Linked DNA regions of Sus scrofa: region 2 is linked to region 1. A link is a contact called in public Hi-C data. All regions are on one chromosome and are shown on one strand. The core of a region is the stretch at or near the end of the contact, and the rest is flanking DNA. Distances in the headings are between cores, read along the strand shown. Region 1 overlaps MAML2 (mastermind-like protein 2). Region 2 holds the start of MAML2 (mastermind-like protein 2).

Region 1 (6,471 bases), core at 2,857-5,356:
TTTCCTCTTCGGAGTGACTGCCATGACAGGAGTAGGGCTTAATGATGATGACTATGTAATAGGCCTTTGAAGAAGACAGACTGAGTACAAAAGATAAACTGTGTGTCCTGCAAGAACAGATCCAAAAAGATGAGCCCTGTTGGGACATGGATGGGCTGCAGAAAAGGCAGTTGGCCCAAGATGCCCTTGGTACCCACACAAGAACAGGATACTTCTCTGATTCCTGGGATCACTCTTGGCTCAAGAGTTGATAACGTCTATATCCTACTTGATCTCCGACCCAGGTGCCTAACTAGGTTAAAAAAAAAAAAAAATTAGAATGGCTATTGTGGGTCAGCTGGTCCCATGAACAACTTAGTGCACAATTACTATGTGCAAGAAAATGGGTGCCAGACCCCAGAATGGCCCTCAAACTCCATCCACGTGTGCACCTCCTTTCCCAACCCAGTGCCTTCGATGCTCACAGGATCTGCCCCTTCTAGTCTTTTGAATCTGTGAAGGCTGCTTGGGCCCTACTTCTTTCAAGTCAGCTTTGACTTCCCTTGGTCCCCAGGTCCCAATCCTGAGGCAGGGTCACTAGGTCTCCTGCTGAGGCCAGGTTCACGCTCTCTCCCCTCAGGATGAGGCGTCAGGCTGACTTATGTCTTCAGTAGGTAACAAGCCTAGAATTCTCCTAACACTGGGAGCCACAAAATTTAGGGTCAGTGAAGAAATTTGGAATATTTTCTGTGGGAAGTGGGTACCATTTAAAGATTGTTAGCAGGGACTTGATACAAAGAGTTGCATTTTAGATATTTAACTGGCAAAAGGACAGAGGATATGTTAAGGGAGTAAGAGGGCAGTCCGGAAGTACTGTAATAGTTAGAACACAAAGGGGGAAGTGGACTGAGGGGAATTTAGAAAGGCAGAGGGAGATGCCCCCATCCCATCCATGCAGTTCTGTCTCCTGAGAGAAAGACCAAGGTTTGTTTTTCATCTAGAAGATCACTTTTTCATGCCATCTGCTTCCAAAAGTTGTTCATGCTTCTGGCCCCAATATTCTTTTTCTTTTTTTTTTTTTTCTCTCTATTTTTAGACACACACATAGCATATGGAAGTTCGCAGGCCAAGGATCAAATCTGAGCTGCAACTGCGACCTATGCCACAGCTGCAGCAATGCTGGATCCTTAACCCACTGCACCGGGCCAGGGATCAAACCCATGCCTCAGTGGCCACCTGAGCCACTGCAGAGACGAAGCCAGATCCTTAACCCATTGTGCCACAGTAGGAACTCCAGCTCCAATCTCTTAATAACCTTTTATAGACCTGTGAGTAATTAATATATTCATATAACTCTTCTTGGAATAGTCAGAGATGCTATGGCAACCTGAGCAGATAATCACAAAACCTTCTCCAGAAAAACAGCCCAGATCACAGTGATACTACACCAAGGTCAATCAGGGGGAAGGATCATTGAAAAAGAAAAAGCTAAATGCATCTGTGCCATGTTATGCTCTTATGTGTTCTGCTATTTATGCTTCTATTTAAGGAGTCACTGACTCAATCACTTTCTGAAAATTCAAAAACCCCAGAAAGCTGCAATTCCCTTGACTGAGAATAGCATTCCGAAATTTTATTAGGTCAAGGAATTCTCACTTATGGTGAAGGAATTAGTCTCTTTGCAACAAATTATTAATGCAAAAATAGTTCTGAGATTTAAAAAAACACTTTTATGCATTTTTAAGTAACTGTCAAATTTTTAAGTAACTATCAAAATATTAAGTAACTTTCAGAATATTTTTAAATGAAAGAGATTGCATTTTAAAACAATAAGGGAGAATTCCCGTGGTGGCTCAGCAGGTTAAGAAACTGACTAGTACCCATGAGGATGCAGGTCTGATCCCTGGCCTCCCTCAGTGAATTAAGGATCTGGCGTTGCAAGCTGTGGCATAGGTCACCAATGCAGCTTGGATCCGGCGTTGCTGTAGCTGTGGGGTAGGCCAACAGCTGCAGCTCCAATTTGACCCCAGTCTGGGACTTCCACATGCCGCAGGTGTGGCCCTAAAAAGAAAAAAAAAAAAAAAACAGTAAGGGAATGGCAAAACCATGAAGACAGTCAAAAGATCAATGGTTGCCAGGGGTTGGTGAGGAGGAAGGGATGAACAGGTGGAGTACAGATTTTTTGGGCAGTGAAACATCTGTACGATACCAAAAAGGAGGGCATGTGTCACTCTACATTTGTCAAATCCCACAAAATGTACAACACCAGGAGTGAACCCTAATGTAAACTATGGACCTTGGGTGATAATGACATGTCAATGTAAGGTCATCAACTGTAACATATATACCACCTGGTGGGGGATGTTGATCCTGGGGCAGTCTATTCACATGTGGGGGCAGAAAGTATGTAAATGGGAAATCTTTGTACCTTCCCCTCAGTTTTAGATCTCACACGTGAACCTAAAACTTTTCTTAAAATAAGGTCTATTTAAAAGACAATTATGAGATGATGATGATAATGATGATGATAAGGAGACTGAGTATGTCCTATAACAAAACCCATGTGAAACTGTTCTATACAGAAAACCCTCGGGGCGGGGGGAATCGCATCAATTTCCTCATTCCCCAACCTAGGTATCTGTAATTTACTATTTGAGTCATCTAGTACACAAAGGGAATTTTTTTCTATATTCAAAAAAACTTTCCCAACGTGTATGATTAACTATTTTAATAGTTAACTGGAAATACAGTAATCAAAAATTAAGGCAGATGAAAACATCTGTCTCTATGTAACACATGTCCCTCTAAGGTCAAACTGGGTGAAAATAAATAGCCAATCTGGCAACCAAATAAAACTACAAAGCAACAAACACAGTATAAACACTCTGAAAAGTGTTTCTAAAAGATAAAGTGAACTACTCCTAGAAAACAGACATTGAAAAAAAGAAAAAAAGAGAGCTTGAAAAGGAAATTATCTTGTGCTAAAAATCACATTCTTTATTCATCCACTGATTAAAGCCTTTCAGATCTTAAAAAAATAATAATAATAAAATGAACATTTAAAAGGTTTCATGTGAAATTTATACTCTAGTATTTTAATACATGAAAAAGCACCTTCCTTTCTGTTAGGTTTCAAAGCAGCTGCTTCATTTATCTGCAACATATATGTTTCTTACAAGTCTCTGGATGAACACACACAGAAAATATGGAGCACTTCAGTTGCATCTCTGTGATCACTGTATAGGCCTAGGCCCACCATACCAAATGAAGAAGAGCTAACGTGTTGACATCTGTTTTAGGCTAAAAATGGAAATTGTGAAGTTCTTTCCTCTTCCAAGAGTTCCCTGGAATGGATCAAAAGGCTTCAAAAGACTTGGCACCAAGGGAAATTCTAGGCAACATCTACACAGCACAAAATGAAATGGAGACTTGGCACCTTCCTAAAGAATTAGGGCTGTGTTGACCACTGCAAAAAGGGGGCCTTAACTGGCCCTTTGTGACCAGAGAGGCCAATGTAATTCACAAAGCTCCAGATTTTGCCTTTCTGGGGATCTATAATATTAACTTTTCATACAACCCCAACAAAAACTCCTTGCCTTTAGTGTGGCTAGACCATGACTAAACATCTAGGTTGGGCCAGGTCCTCTGGGGTGCAAATGGCCAAATCTCCCAGATGAGTGAGGCAAAGCCTTGTCTGGAGACTGAATTTAGAAGTCACTTTCCGGATCTTTTTTTTTTTTTTCACACCAAATCAACTCTGCCTGTGAAGGTTTACTTTTCTTGAGGCTGAGTCAGGATGAACCAGCCTTTGCAGGTGGAGCAGTTATTTGAGAGCCCACCATTCTATACAAGGGGTCTTTAGATGTAAAGCAGAAGCATTTTTGTTTTGCCTTTGAGTTGGGGTGAAGCACAAAGAATTGACTTGTTTCTCCTCCAAAGTTAAAGGACCAAACCCCAAGACAACCAAAATGTTGGAATTGTTTGTCATTTCCAAGTTGAAAGAAAGCAAAATGTGACTACTCAGAGCTCTATCTTTCCCTGATTAAAGCGATCCTGCCCTTTGAATTGCTACACAGGATACTGTTCTGTGGGGCTCACTCACAGGGCTGTAATAAGTCACAACAGCTTGGCACCTCGCCCAACAAAACACAAACTCCTGAAGTCTTGAGCTTTCCCATGGCAACATCACAGTCACCAACACAGCAAACAATCGCTCCAATCCCTACTCCCGCTCCCTTTTTCTAAGAGCAAAGGATATCATTGCAGCCAGTCTCCTAGAACCGTGCTAATTATCATCTATGAAAGGAGATAGCGACAGAGATCAAGTTGCCTTCAGCGCCGAACTTAAAATGAGATCAAAGGCAGGGTAACTACAGGAGCATACGGAAGTTCAACTTATACTTTCGCTTTCAAAGAAAAGACAGAAGCTTTATGTAAAGTATATTCCTTAAGGATTAATGTGCCTTGCTGCCCTGATTACCAAGTGGCTCTGGCTGGCCAGCAACCTTCATACAAAACTCCCATTCACTTTAGCCCAGTCGTTTTCTCTCTGTCTTTCTCTCTCTCTCTCTTTCTCGACAGCAGAGGGGGGTGGGGTAGGGGGGAAATGCCATCTTAAAGCTGCAGCTCGACCACATTCCTGAAACTGCAAAACTGGAAGTGTTTTCAAACCTCAGCTGCTTTCTCCAGCGGAATGCTCATTCTGCTCAGATGGGAAGGCCGCTGAGTTCCAGAGCTGGGTGGCAGCTCCCTATTGCAGATTAAAGCAGCGCCACTTCCTTTATGACCGCCTCTTTTCAGATTCAAATAACATCCTTGGGGGTGACCATCTCTTCTCACAAAAAACCGTCTGGGCTCCCACAAATCTCCTACAAGAGTAATCTCTTTGTGTATTAATTTGATTTTAGGTCCTTGGATGGCTCCTGACAGTTCAGGAGCAGAACTAATACCAAACCCCAAGAGAATAAATAGTCTGGGACTCATGGGTGGCTATCACTGTGCTAGGGGGTGGGGAAGGCAAGGAAGAGTCCTGGCTTCATGTGGTTTTGCACTCTGCTTGTTCCACTCTGATCCATAGTGAAGCCCTGCATGTGCTTGTGGAGGATTTTATAATTCTAGACACAAATCTTAGCCAGGGCCACAGACTACATTTGGGATCCCCCAACCTCAGAATTAGAATAAAAATTTCAGAGGAGGTTCTGTTTCAGCACAGCTACAATTTGGGGGGAGGGGTTCGTCCATGTAATAAAGAATATAAAACACTAATGACAAGGTATGGAAGTAATTATACCAAGATATTTCAATGATATCCTAAACCAAGAACGGGACAAAAAAAAAAAAAAAAAAAAATCCAGCGAGTCGCTAAACAATAGCAGGATTCTAAAATGTAACTGAAGCCTTTTGAACATACATATGGGTGACTGCTGTATCATTCAAGACATTTAAATACCCCCATATCTACACTATGGACAATTTAAATAATTATGGTGTTACATTAAATTCTGGCCTCAACTTTTCACTTACTATATACTTGATTATGTTTTATTCTCTATTATCCCACCATTCCCCAAACCCCACAATCTAATGATGTAATTTTTATCATTAAGAAACTTATTGTAGGACTTCCTGCTGTGACTCAGGGGAAACAAATATGACTGGTATCCATGAGGATGCAGGTTTGATCCCTGGCTTCGCTCAGTGGTTTAAGGATCCAGCATTGCTATGAGCTGTGGTATAGTCGCAGATCCTGAGTTGCTGTGGCTGTGGCACAGGCCAGCAGCTACAGCTCCAATTCAACCCCTAACCTAGAAATCTCCATATGCCATGGGTGTGGTCCTAAAAAGACCAAAAAAAAAAAAGGAAATTTATTGTAGACATAAAGTATTGAGCTACAAGAACAGAGGTATGGATCAGAGTTGCTTTAACAACCCAGAAAGCACTTTCCATAATTATTTCCATGACTAATTCCTTCTCCTTTACACCTTAGTTTAATTAAATCTGAAGGAAATTGGACTCCATGGTTATAAATTACTTGCTATTATAGTATTTTTTGTTATGCTTACTTGTTGTTAATCTATTTCTCTATTAGACTCTAAAGTCCTTGAGGTCAAGAATCATGTGTCTAACCTGGTGTCTTGAATACAATGGCTATTCAACAAATATTGGTTGAATCAATGAATCCTTCATTTAGACACAGCGAACAACACATATGCTATATACTTCCTGCTCTACAAACTTCTGTCCAAATGTAAAAGTGCTGCAACATAAAGAAATAAAATAGAACAAAAATAATTCACTGGTTAAGTTTGGCAAAATAAAGAGCTGAAGGGAAAGAAAAAAGAGATTCAAGTGTCCTTGGTGGGGTTAGCTGGCAATGTCTTCATCAGTATGTCCTGAAATTTCTGGATGAATGTTTTTGGGTTTTGGAGAGAATGAACTCCCACTGATGTAAGTAATCCATTGTGTCTGACATCATACTAAGATCTGCAATGC
Region 2 (6,471 bases), core at 1,725-4,224, 38 kb after region 1:
TCTTTGGGATATTTCCCCAAATTCTGGTTCGTTTATTTTTTGGCTGCCTCCATGGCATGCAGAAGTTCCTGGACCAGGGATTGAACCCGTGCCACAGCAGTGACAGTGCTGGATCCTTAACCCACTGAGCCACCAGGGAGCTCCCCAAATTTTTGTTTTTGAGTGAGAGGACACTCTGGGAACTTGCTCTGTGAGCGGTGACAACGTCTGTTCTCTTAACCCAAAGAGAACGGGCCACTTCAGAGAGAGAGGGGGAAAGTGGGACAAGAAAGAAAAGTCTTAGATAAGGGCAGCTGGACTGCTCAATGCTTTCAGGCTAAGGATGGCTGCTTGGGCTCCTTGGGACAAGGCCTTCCTTTCTCAGCGGCTCCAATCTTGCCGCTTGTAGTCAACTCTTCTACAAGCTGTGGATCCCAGAGAGCTTCAGGAAAACCCAAGTTTCTTACCACTTAAGGATGCTCTACAAGCGGAGGAAAACCCATGAATGAGCACCAGCTGAACTTGACAAGTAAGAGGAACAACACCACACAAACCAGACACCCAACGGCCTCTGAGGTAGTCAGGTGACATCTTGGCCCTCTGCACTGCCATCCATGCTACCTCAGGCCAGGGCCAGCTCCATCTTCACCCAAGGCCACACGACCACAGCCAGAATCAGGAGAAAACCAGGTGCCTTACCGCAATCAAGGCCGAGTTCCTCTGGTCCCCAGGGGTGGAAGCTGATGGCTGCTGCTCCCCGTCGATCCCACCACCGCCACCATTATTGCTACTGTTCAGCAGGTGCTGCTGGTGGTGATGGTGATAGTCTGGCGGCGGCGGTGGGGCCGCTGTCGCTGCCGCTTGGGAGGCTGTAGGAGGGGCAGCAGGTGGCGGTGGAGGGGCTGTAGTGGTGGCGGCAGTGGTAGTGGCCTTGGTGTGTTTGCCAGCCTTCCTCGCCCCCTGGCCGTGCTGGACAAGGCTCAGGAGCTGCAAGGTGCTCTCTCTTTCCCGGTCTGAGCTCTCAGCTCTACCCCGCTCGTAGCGTCCTTCACAGCTCAGGTGGTGCTGGCGGCAGACGGCGATCCGAGCCCGAAGGCGCTCCACTATGGCACTGTGCACCCTAGGGGTGACCGAGCCCCCTCCAAGGAGCCCCGCCCCAGGGGCCCCCCCTAACCCTCCTGTGGGGGCCTGCGGGGGCGCTGTGTCCCCCATCTTACTGGACACAATGATTGCTGCCTCTGGGATGGTGAGGGGGAAGGAGGCAATGGCTGGTTATTGCAGGCAAATCTGCTTTTGACAATGTGCGCGCTCAGTGTTCAGGGCCACATGAATAGAGGTCTTCAGAGGTTTGGAGGGGGGACGGGGAGAAGGTATGGGGGAGGGGAGTTAGTAAAAAGAGGGTGAGGAGAAAGAATGGAAACCAATGGCAGAGGCTAAGTGGGAAACAAACCCTGATCAACTTACTCTAATTGCACTTGACAGCTCTGGAGAAGTTGGCCAGAGTTAGTGGGGGCTTTCCCCCCACCAAGCTGACAAGAGCCACTAGGTACTTTGTAAACACAAGATGGGGGGGGCGAGGGTAGAGCAAGAATTCAGGGATGGTCAAGCGAGAGACAGAAACAGACAGCAAAGGGAAATGAGAGAGGTGTTAATAGAGAGCTGGCCCCCCCCTCACCTAGTTGTTTCCGAAGATTCTTTATGGGGTTGTTTCTGCAGAGAAACACATTTCTACCATGATCTATGTAACCCACAGCATTTACTTTTCCTCAGGTTTTTTTTTTTTTTTTTAAAGTGCTGTTTCAGACGCTTTTTGAAGTCAATGCTCAAAACGTACAAAAATCAAGAGAGACTGTCTTTTGGCTTTTAATTTTTCCTCCCTTTCCCTTCGCTCCGGTGTTTTCTCCTCTTGGGGGGGGGGGTACTGTAGGATGTTGTCTTCTCCCCAAAGAGGGAGACGGCTTTTCAATTGTTAATGTCAGTAATTGGACTTTTGGACCATGCTTTTTTCTTCAGCTAATCCAATCACCGGTAAAAATCCTCATTCCCTCTAAGGTTTCCCAGCCTTAAATGAAAGCAGTCTGAAGTCACTAGCCACTGAGAAGAGAATCCTTCAACACATTTTTTTTTCCTTTCCCGCTTACGTTTCTATTCCTCACCCCCGGCTCGATTCTAATACAGTATCAAGAGAGACAAACTCTTCCGAGAGTAATTTACAAACGATGGTCAAACTTACAAACTTCCAGCAAATTGCACCGAGTCATGTCCAGCCACTTTTCTGTCCACTTTTGTACATTCCATCCCCGGCCAGTGGATCTGAGGGTCTGGACTCTCAATAAGCAATGTGGTTCTACCTCTTGGATTGCTCCGCTTTAGAGATGGAAAAGAAAGTAGCTGGTCTTTTCCTTTCTCTTTCCCGTCTGTTGTTCGCCGCTTGGCTGACACTGGCTCCGCTGCCCGGAGTCACGGCGATACACAGGCTTTCATTGTGCTCCGATAGGAGAGGGAGAGAAAGAGAGTGAGACAGAGGGAGAAAGAGAGAGCCAGCGAGCTGCAGAGGGGGGTGGGGGGGCGGAGGGCGGGGGGAGAGCTGGCCCGAGGCTCCCTGGTGGAAGGCGGGTGCCACTGCACGGGCGAGCCAGGCGGCCGGCGCCGGGGAAAGGGGAACGCAGAGGGCCTCCCAGCGGCTGAAGAGGTGAATCCCAAAGCCTGCGCATCTCCGCGGCGCGCGCAGCTCGGCCTCCGACTGGGCTCGGGGGTGGGGGAGGGGGGAAGGCTGGGGAAATTCCCCAGCCTCTACCCGACGACTTCACGAGCTCGAAACGTTGAAGAAATTCCCGCCCAGGGAATGTATTTTCCCATGCAGACCTCCGTTCTCCCCGCCCTTGCCCCCGAGGATGTCATTTTCATTTTTCAATATGTTGTCGATGACACCCCTGAGCACCTTAGCGAGAGTTGGGTGAGCACGGAGGAAACGCTCATTCGTGTCAGGGAGACACAGGGTGTGTGCGCGCGGGTCGGGGAGGGGGGGAGGGTGGGGGAGGGGAGAGGAACTCGCACCCTCAGCTCCTAAAGGGCAGGAGAGTGTCAGTCTACCTGCCCGCCTGTGGTGTGCGTCTCTGATAAGTCAATAGGGGATTACGAGCGAATCAGTAGCAATAAAAATAAAATACTCTACCATGGTGAAATTACCAATACCAGTTCTAGAAGGGGAAAAAAAAAGATTTCCTTGAAAATACAAGTTTGCCTACGACGAACCAAAAATGCAAGATCTGAGGTCTCCACAGCTGTCCGATTTACATCTATAATGAGGAAAATCATTCCGTTAGCAGTAGTTTCAAGAAGTTTAATAACACAAACCAAATCTCAGACACTGAATGTTGTCCCCTCTTCAGACAATCCTACCTTTAAGGTCTCCAAAAGTATACTGAATTCTGTTTGTTGTCAGTTACGGAGAATAAATTAAGATGAGCACACTGTTATTATAATCAGGACCATAAATGTTCTATGTATCCTAACTTGGAAGTCATTTCAATTTGAGGTCTCAAGCAATGGGGCTTTTTTAATCTAAACCAACTCTGCCATTTCAATAACACGGTCCTACTTCAAACTGAGTTGAAGAGAAATGAATGGGCAAAATCAAAGCAAACATTTTAAGACTGGATTTATCTATAGTTTAGTTCTCTTTAGGCTGGCCTACATTGGTCCATTTCATTTTCACAAATCCTGGAATGTTAGTTTGGAACCAGGAACAAGTGCATTCTGATGGCATATAACTTTGCTACTTTTCATTGGAACATATTTTATCTGTCTCTTCCAAGGCTAAGTTCCTCACCACTCAAGAAGAAAGGCAGAAATATATTGTTGTTGGGTATGCAAATTTGAATAGAGAATTCCCTCTATTAAAAAGAATTCCTCATTAAAAAGTGAATGAGTTTCGATCATATTACATTTTTTTAAAGGTGCATCCATTAGACATTACTTTCTTTCTACCACTCCTGACACTTTATATCCAGCAGTAATACTTGACAAAAGAGAAAAAATTAAATCTAAAACTTACCATTCACTGTACAGTCCTGCAATAGCATGGGTTTTGATTAATAACAGAGTCCTTAGTCAAATCTGCAACTCTTATATAAACTTTGATTTCTATGCTAGATAGGGACATACCTTAAGAACTTGGTCAAGCAAGAATTTGATAAATTTTCATTCTATATTCTAATGGTGTAGGACACTCCTCTACAATGTCTTTTATACACATTTAAACTTATGGCCATTTGATTTCAAGCTGACGTCATCATCCACATCCTCATTTCCATTCACATCAGTTACTATTTATTTACACTCAGTTTCAGGCACAGTACTTCCCTGATTTCTCCCTTAATCTACCCAAATCCTGAGGGAGAGGTATTACTAACTCCACCCAGAAATGAAGAAACTGAGGCTCATCAAAATCAAAACTATTTACATTAAACTAACTAGGAAGTAACAGATTAGGACTTGAACTCAAGACTGATTTCAAACCTATGCTCTCTTAACCACTGGGCTTGCTGCCTCAGTATCAAGTGTGAAAAGAGTTACAGGGAAACCAGACTATCCCCAAAATAGCTCAAGGGCTGTAATTACACTTCAATCAACATGCTGGAGTCTAAGTCCTATAATACCTCCAAGAAATGAGTAGTGAATAGAACTACTCATCTGAATATGGGAGCAGACAAGTGAGAAAATAGTCAATTACATCCAGCTGCCAATAAAATAAACATTACTTTTTTCCTTGTCTTTCTCTTTTTTATGGAACTGTTCCCTCTTATAACCCTAATGCTTCTGTATAGCCCTATGAATTTTTTCAAGCATTCCTTTTTATTTGTCTATTTGTCTTCCTCATCATCTCTGCCATCCATGGTTACCTGACACAAAGCATTTAACACTACAGTAATAAATGCTCAGATCTAAAAAGTTTATGACATGTCAGATTTATAAATTACAAACTACTCTTGTTATGTAAAATCAATGCTCTTGATGATGATGATAAAATAATACAGTATATCATAATACCCGCAAAAGTTAATTCCAATTTTTCAACATTTCTATTTTCTTCTACACTATGTGCCTCTGGCCCTGTGATCCATGCAAATTCTCACTTCCTGATAGCCTGTCTCTTTGCCATTCTTTTGGTGTTATCATGTACACAAAAGCCTCTTGTACTCTCCAAACATCCACTGAAGAAGCTTGCTAGGTTGCTGTGACCTCAGACATGAGCAAAACTACCTATTAGCGTTTCCTGATCAACAGTCAGAATGCTGTTCTAACAGGAAAAATGCTTCAAACCAACAAGAGGCCTGACCTAGGAACTCGGTCAGCTGCCATCGCAAGTCCCTAAAATCATTAGAGCCTTAATTTTTATGAATTAACTGCATGTGATTAAAAAGAATAAATTTTTTAAAATTTCCAGTTGGAACTCTCACTCTTCAGCTGTCTCAAGTTTGTCTGTAGTGCACATATGAGAAGAAGGGATACTTCCAGGGTCATCCAAGATACTTTAACGATCATTCTTTCCTTTTCCTTGGCCATCTTTTTACACAAATCATTCATACTCTCTTACCTTTCTACCTATCACTTTTCCTCTAAACTCTGCCCTGCTTCTTTTTGGACACTGTCACTTCCTCTTCAACTCTCAACCATGGCTTCATATAGTTAAGGTTTATTTCCATATGCAAGGGAAATAAGAATAGATATATGTGACTGAAATTTCTATTCCACACTTTTTTGTTGGCTGTCTGTGGCATATGGAAGTTCCCGGGCCAGGGATCAAACCCGCACCACAGCTTCGGCAATGCTGGATCCTTAACCTGCTGTGCCATAAGGAACTTCCTATTCCACACTTTTAAAAAAGGTATATGGAGTTCCCTTCGCGGTTCATCGGTTAACAAACCCTACTAGTATCCATGAGGAAGCAGGTTCGATCCCTGGCCTCCCTCAGTGGGTTAAGGATCCGCCATTTCCATGAGCTGTGGTATAAGACGCAGCTTGGATCCTGAGTTGCTGTGGCTGTGGTGTAGGCCGGCAGCTATAGCTCCGATTCGACTCCTAGCTTGGGAACTTCCATATGCAGTGGGTGTGGCCCTAAAAAGCAAAAAAAAAAAAAAAAAATAATAATAAAAATAAATAAATAAGTTATGCACTCCTCACATGAGATATCAGTATCAACATTCTCATGGCTTTGTATTTTTCTACCTGTTTTGTTTACAACCATAAAAGGGATAATTTTGGAAAATTCATTGCAGAAACTATTGAGGAATCTCTATGTAAAGACTTAATAAAATGTAGTTTTTAATATACGCACTTTATACTGAAGTCCATGCATGCCATTAATCACATAATAGATGAAGCCATGTTCAACCAACCTGAAGCAAGAAACAAGTATCTAAAATTCCACAGGAAAATAGCTCCTACTAGAACGCCACTTTTAAGAATTAAACATAGAGTTCCCATGAG

What was found. Hi-C and Micro-C count contacts between places; a contact is called where the count stands out from the background.
Region 2: a contact with region 1 is called in a Hi-C map of alveolar macrophages, with 1.9 times the contacts expected there. The contact joins the promoter of MAML2 here to the enhancer-like site in region 1. A contact is called at or near these places in 1 of 5 promoter capture datasets (liver), 6 of 47 Hi-C or Micro-C datasets (alveolar macrophages, embryonic fibroblasts, heart right ventricle and 3 more) and 2 of 2 datasets of contacts at active chromatin or transcription factors (alveolar macrophages and skeletal muscle).

What each region holds. Positions count from the first base shown.
Region 1 is chr9:28,330,810-28,337,280 of Sscrofa11.1, forward strand. The region is part of intron 1 of MAML2 (mastermind-like protein 2); the gene reads right to left. Among named protein-coding and RNA genes, the nearest start is that of MAML2, 39 kb to the right of the region's middle. Within about 2 kb of position 4,107, at least 72 of the 83 cell types and tissues checked have an H3K27ac peak or open chromatin away from gene starts, as enhancers often do. A contact at or near this core is called in alveolar macrophages, embryonic fibroblasts, liver and 3 more, where this site is marked.
Region 2 is chr9:28,370,008-28,376,478 of Sscrofa11.1, forward strand. MAML2 (mastermind-like protein 2) reads right to left here and starts at 2,975. Exons shown (of 4, transcript XM_021102335.1): 1 at 679-2,975. The coding sequence starts at 1,191.